Regions from separate parts of the Oryctolagus cuniculus genome. Here region 2 is linked to region 1. The links are chromatin contacts, called in public Hi-C maps. All regions are on one chromosome and are shown on one strand. The core of a region is the stretch at or near the end of the contact, and the rest is flanking DNA. Distances in the headings are between cores, read along the strand shown.

What was found. A called contact is a pair of places that touch in the nucleus more often than the background predicts.
Region 2: a Hi-C map of liver shows a contact between it and region 1, with 8 times the contacts expected there. The contact joins two enhancer-like sites. A contact is called at or near these places in 6 of 6 Hi-C or Micro-C datasets (ear pinna, embryonic fibroblasts, liver and 3 more).

Annotation. Positions count from the first base shown.
Region 1 is chr10:105,159,297-105,162,375 of mOryCun1.1, reverse strand. No RefSeq gene overlaps it. Among named protein-coding and RNA genes, the nearest start is that of KRBOX1, 14 kb to the right of the region's middle. Within about 2 kb of position 1,810, at least 2 of the 8 cell types and tissues checked have an H3K27ac peak or open chromatin away from gene starts, as enhancers often do.
Region 2 is chr10:105,211,914-105,214,875 of mOryCun1.1, reverse strand. No RefSeq gene overlaps it. Among named protein-coding and RNA genes, the nearest start is that of CCDC13, 9.0 kb to the left of the region's middle. Within about 2 kb of position 1,560, at least 1 of the 8 cell types and tissues checked has an H3K27ac peak or open chromatin away from gene starts, as enhancers often do.

The DNA of each region.
Region 1 (3,079 bases), core at 561-3,060:
ATGCCTCCTGGTGGAGGCCCTCCAGATGAAATAAATTGGCAAGATGTGAGTGGTTTGGGAACAGAGGAAGAGGAATTCCACGGGAAGTTGTCCTCTAAGAGGCAGCACCAGGGTCGACTGGGGGTGGCAGCTGCAGAGGGAGGCAGTAAGGCGAGTAAAGCACACACAGGCTCTGTCGTCAGATGACCTGGTTCAAAACCTGCCTCTACCCCTTCTTAGCTGTGGGACTTGGGGCAGGTCTCCCTGAGCCCGCTGTGCCTCAGTTCTTCACTTGTAAAACAGAGGTGACCCTGACACTTCAGGGGGTTGCTGTGCAGAGCTGGGTTCTGAGCTGGGATGATGGGGCTGGCAGGAGGGACTTTTTGGGGCCTAGGGGCCACTGGAGCTGTGCAGAGACTGGGTTGTTTACTTGTGCAAGGAACAGGGCAGGCAGGGCTGCTGATTCGACAACTTGATGTAGAGTACAGACAGGCTTGTGTTTTATTTTGATCCTCATGTTTTTCTTTTGTTTTGCATGGGGAAACAACATCTGACCTGTGGTTTTACCAATATGACTCCAGGTGATAAGGCTGGAGTGAGTATATAGCGTTAAAGAGTGATGAGTTGGTTTGGGTGTCTAGCCTAGTAGTTAAGAGGTCCGTCTCCTGTATCTGAGTACCTGATTCAGTTCCCAGCCCTGGCTCTTGACTCCAGGTTCCTGCTAATGCAGACCCTGGAAGGCTATGATGGCTCAGGTGATTGGATTCCTACCACCCACGTGGGAGACCTGGCCTGAGTCCCTGGCTCCTGACTTCGCCCTGGCTCAGCTAGGGGCTCTTGTAGGCATTTGGGGAATGATCCAGTAGATGGGAGTTATCTCTTTCTTTCTCTCTCTCTCTCTCTCTCTCTCTCAGATAAATAAGTAAGTACTTTTAAAAGTGACAAACTGATCAGAGAGTGCATTCCTACTCTAACCCATAGTACTGGTGGGATGGAGTGTGCCAGACACATGGAGGTGGTAGCAGTGCCTAGTTTGCATCAATGGATTAGGAGACAGGAACTACCTTCACTTTGTAGAATTTTCAAGGTTCTCCTGGCTCAGGACAGAAGTCCCTGAAACCCTGAATGGAACACAGCAGCTAGTGACAAATACACAATGTTTGGGAAAAGCCCAGAAATACTGTCCACACCCCTTTATTTCTGGATATACTCAAGGGCAATCTTTCAAACTGCAGGTCACCACCCAGAAGCAAGCAATGAAATCAGTTAATGGGCTGTGTCCAACATTTAAAAAAATCTGAAACAGAAAGAATAGAAAATACCAGAAGTGTCTTGCTGGTCATGGGGTCATTATGCAGATCTCAAAATTTTTTGCATCAAAATAAAATTAGCTTTCTTTTTTTTTTTAAAGATTTATTTATTTATTTGAAAGGCAGATTTACAGAGGGGCAGAAGGAGGGGGTCGTCCATCTGCCGGTTCATTCCCCAAATGGCCACAATGGCAGGAGCTGTGCGGCTCCAAAGCCAGTAGTCAGGAGCTTCTTGGTCTCCCACATGGGTGCAGGGGCCTCCCACATGGGTGCTTTCCCAGGCCATAGCAGAGAGCTGAATCGGAAGTGGAGCAGCCAGGACTCCAACCAGCACCCATATGGGATGCCAGCACTGCAGGTGGCGGCTTTACCCACTATGCCACAGCGCCGGTCCCAGACTTATTTTCAATTCCATTTTTCCATGAGTGTTTTGAGGACCCCCTCCCATTATTTTGTGAAACCTTCTTTCTCAGGAGTGCATATGAGTACAGTGGACTGCCAGGTAACTGTCTTCCAGGTGGAAGCAGGCCTGCCTTCCTCAAATTCTGCCCCTCTGGGCTGGCTGGCAGAGTGGTACAGAGTGAACCTGCCAGTGTCTAATGGAGATGGTGAAGTGTTGTATTGATGCCCAGGGCTCTGACTCAGTCCAGGTGCTCCTGAGCCTGTTTATGCAGACCCCAGAGCCCCTCATCTCAGCGGAACTGGAGGAGTCAGGCCAAACAGGCCCCTGGGCTGGTTACAGTCACTCGTTGTTCCCTTTTCCAGACGTCAAGGCCACACCCTAGCTTCTGCTTCCAAACATTCCATCCATCCATTTTCCAGTCACAGCATTTCCTTATCTCATGATTTCCTCTTGTTTTGGCCACGTTTCCCAGTGAGATCTGGGTGGGGCACTGCTCCCTCCTGGGGGAGCATCCGTGGCGTCTCCCGCCCTCCTTTCCCGGACTCTGCATGCTGGGAAGCAGGGGATGCAGAGCCGGGGCCCTCTGTGTATCCCAGGAGCTCCAGTGAATGGAAAGCAGTATCTTCCTGTGGACTCACTCTGGGGCTGGCTGGGTGCTGACTTGAGGGGACAGTGTTTGGGTAGAGTATGGAGAGTATTGCCCCAGGGGGACAAATATTTGAGTGTTGGTGTTAGGTCATGCTATACAAAATCATTACTTTTATATGACAGAAAAAGGCCAATGTCATGTGATTCCACTAATATTTTCTTTGAGACACAGAGGAGACACAGTCAGGAAAGTTGGAAGAGAGGTCCAAGAGAGGAAGACACCAGTGAGGGACACATTGTCAAATCCTACCTGCGGGTGGGTGGTGCTTAACCGCATTGGAGAAAACTGGGGAGCCGGTATAGACCACACGCCCCAGAGCTGTTCCACCTGAGGAGCAAGATGGGGTGGGATTGACCCACCAGCTGACCTCTGCCACTGGCAGAGGGCTCCTGGGGAAGAGCACAGGGAGCACTGTTTCTCAGAACTGCTGGCTTGTGGCACAGGTGGGCAGGAGTGTGGTTAGTCATGGCAAGGCCACGTATGACGCACTGTGGACCCTGGCATCGTGAAGCCAGCCATGTGTACTGCACAGGTGAAGGTAAGGGTCAGGAGGGCCACTGACAGCTCCTGCCTCAGAAGCTAGGACAGTGGATTCTGAAAGTGTCTCAACCCAAGTACACAAGAAAACATGGTCGTCGTTTTTCTGGTCTGAGATCCCATTCTATAGAACATTGGAAACGAAATCATAGTAACTGGAAAAGTTGCCCTTCTCCCAGAATTGCCTCTGTGCCAGGAAAT
Region 2 (2,962 bases), core at 311-2,810, 53 kb before region 1:
CTTCTTGCTGGAGTTCTGATGGATTTGGGCTTTGTCGGCCATTAGCCTCTTTTAGAACTCCCCCCAGGACACTTTGTGGTTTAGTGTAACACCATTTTGGTTGTAGTCAATTTTATTTTATCCACAGAGCTATTTTGTCTAAATGTGTTTGTATATATGGTGATCTCATTCATTGTATGTTGACTTTATTAGAATACTCAGTGTTCTGCCAAGACTCATCAATCCTCAGTTCCAAGGGACCTCTTTGATGGATGAGGTATACCTTGGCTGCCCACCAAGCCTTCAGCATGATGGGCTGGCAGTATGTCTTAATTTCCGCCCCCAATTTCTCAATCCCATTCTTGGTTTACATTGGTTTTTCAGAGCACTTGGATGCAGTATCTTGATGCAGTAATTCTGAGTTTCTCCCCTGTTGAGTAGGTCCCCAGTGACTTGTGCACTTACTGCTATTTAATTTACCACCGCCACAGCAAGGTCCCTTTGTGGGGACATCCTTGGCTTCTGTTTTATAAAGACTAGCACTAGGTGGCAGCAACAGAAAGTGAAAGGCCTAGTGTTGGCCCACAGGGAATGGCAGGGCAAATTTGGGTAACAAGAGACTCTATTTATGCAACCCTAATAAGATTTGGTAATTCGTTTAAGAGACAACAACAACAACAACAACAACAACAACAACAACAAAAAAAAAATGTGAGGAAAGAAAGGTACCTCTAAGAGTGTGAGCCCAGCAGGTGAGGCAGGCAGGGGTTGGAATAGGGATACCACTGACAGAAATGAGCCAGCTAGGAAGGGACAGAGAAGACAATAAATATGCTTATAGACAAGGTGAGATTAAGAACTGAAAGGTGATGGCAAAATTGCAGTCACTCTGAAACACTTCAGAGTCCCACTGGGTACAGGAAAAAGAGCTAACACCAACCTAAGAAGGTCAGAACACTAGAGAATGTGTTATTGGGTTACTCTGAGGGAACCAACTGGTTCCCTAGACCCACTTATCACTAATGAATCCAGGAGGAAGTTCCCTAATTTTTGTCTTACTGAAATTCTTTTTTTTTTTTCTTGCTTCATTTCAGTGATGAAAGAGAAAGTACGCTTCCTTTGTCTAAACATGAAACCAGGTTGCATGAGCAATGCTGGTATTGGCAAATGATTCATTGACAAAATGCCAGTCCAGTCAAAATTGAATGCTCAGATTCCCTTTCAAATTTTCCCATTCTATTGGAAAAGCTTTCAAAAAGAACCAAGTTTTAAAATAATAATTGGCATTTGTACTGTTTCACAGAGAACTGTGTGAATACTGTATTTGTTCAGTTTTACTTTAGGAGCTGTGATGTGATGGGCTGTAGATTTACATAGGGATAGATCCTAATTTTTCCCTATTTATTTATTTGAAAGGCAGAGTTGCAGAGGCAGAGGCAGAGAAAGGCCTTCTATCTGCTGGTCACTCCCCAGATGGCTTCAACTGCTGGAGCTGAGCCAATCCAAAGCCAGGAGCCTGGAGCTTTTCCAGGTCTCTGACATGCGTGCACAGGGGCCCAAGGACTTGGGCCATCTTCTTTTGCTTTCCCAGGCCAGAGAACTGGATTGGAAGTGGAGCAGCTGGGACTCAGACCAGTGCCCTTATGGGATGCTGGTACTGCAGGCAGTGGCTTTTACCTGCTATGCCACAGCACAGGCCCCAGAACCTAACTTTCAAGTCCCTGAAGCTCTGAGCAGCATTTGCTCATGTGTGAGACATGGCCTACATGACCAATCCTATTATGGAGTGGATTGGGCCACTCCAAAATTCTTACTCTGACACACAAGTTTAATTAGGGTGCTTGTTAAGTGCAGAGTCAAATTCCAGCTCTCACCACCAGATGTCACGGTTGCTTCCTGACTAGAAAATAGGCAGTCATTAGTCATCCCTCTGCATCAGAAGGGGGATTGATTCCAGGACCACCCTCCCCACTCCAGGCTATCAAAACGAGGATCTTCAAGTTCCTTATGTAAAATGGCATAGTGTGTGACCTATGCAATCTTCCCATACACTTTAAATCTCTAGATTACTTAGAATACAGCAGGGAAGGCTGGCATTAAGTGATGACAACAAAGCATGATGAATACCACATACAGGCTTCAACAGGATCATGGGCTGGGATAGGACTACAGGTCTCCATGAGGAGGTGGTTCTACTTTGAGATAGGATGTCAAATTTTAACTGAGGCAGATTCCTTGGCTTATTTTGGCTGTTACTGGAGCACTGGTTCACTCTCCTTTCTCTCATATTGTAACTGTGACTTTCAAAGAAATCTTTAAGGAAAAAAAAAAAAAAAAAAAAAAAAGAAAATTTCTAAAATTCATTCCTCTACAGAAAGTTTATCCTTCAAGAAACAATTGTTGGGGCCAGTGCTGTGGTGCAGTGGGTTAAAGCCCCAACCTGCAGGGCTGGCATCCCATATGGGCAGGTTTGAGTCCCGGATACACCACTTCTGATCCTGCGCTCTGCTATGGCCTGGGAAAGCAGAAGATGGCCCAACCTCTTGGGCCCCTGCACCCATGTGGGAGACCCAGAAGAAGCTCCTGGCTCCTGGCTTTGGGTCAGCTCAGCTCTGGACATTGTGATCATTTGGGGAGTGAACCAGCGGATGGAAGACCTTTCACTCTCTCTAGCTCTACCTCTTTGTAACTTTCAAATAAACTTTTTTTTTTTTTTAAGAAACAAACAATTGTTAGTATTGCCTAAATGCATTTTATATCCATTCAAAGCTGAGAAAATACTCCTTCGTAATATAATGTATGTTTTATTTGAAAGACAGTTACAGATCTTCCACCTGCTGGTTCACTCCCCAAATGGCCACAATGGCCAGGGCTGGGCCAGGCACCTGGAACTCCATCCAGGTCTCCTATGTGGGTGGCAGTGGCCCAAGTATTTGGGGTATCTTTTGCTGCTTTCTCAGGCACAGTAGTAGGAACCCAGATC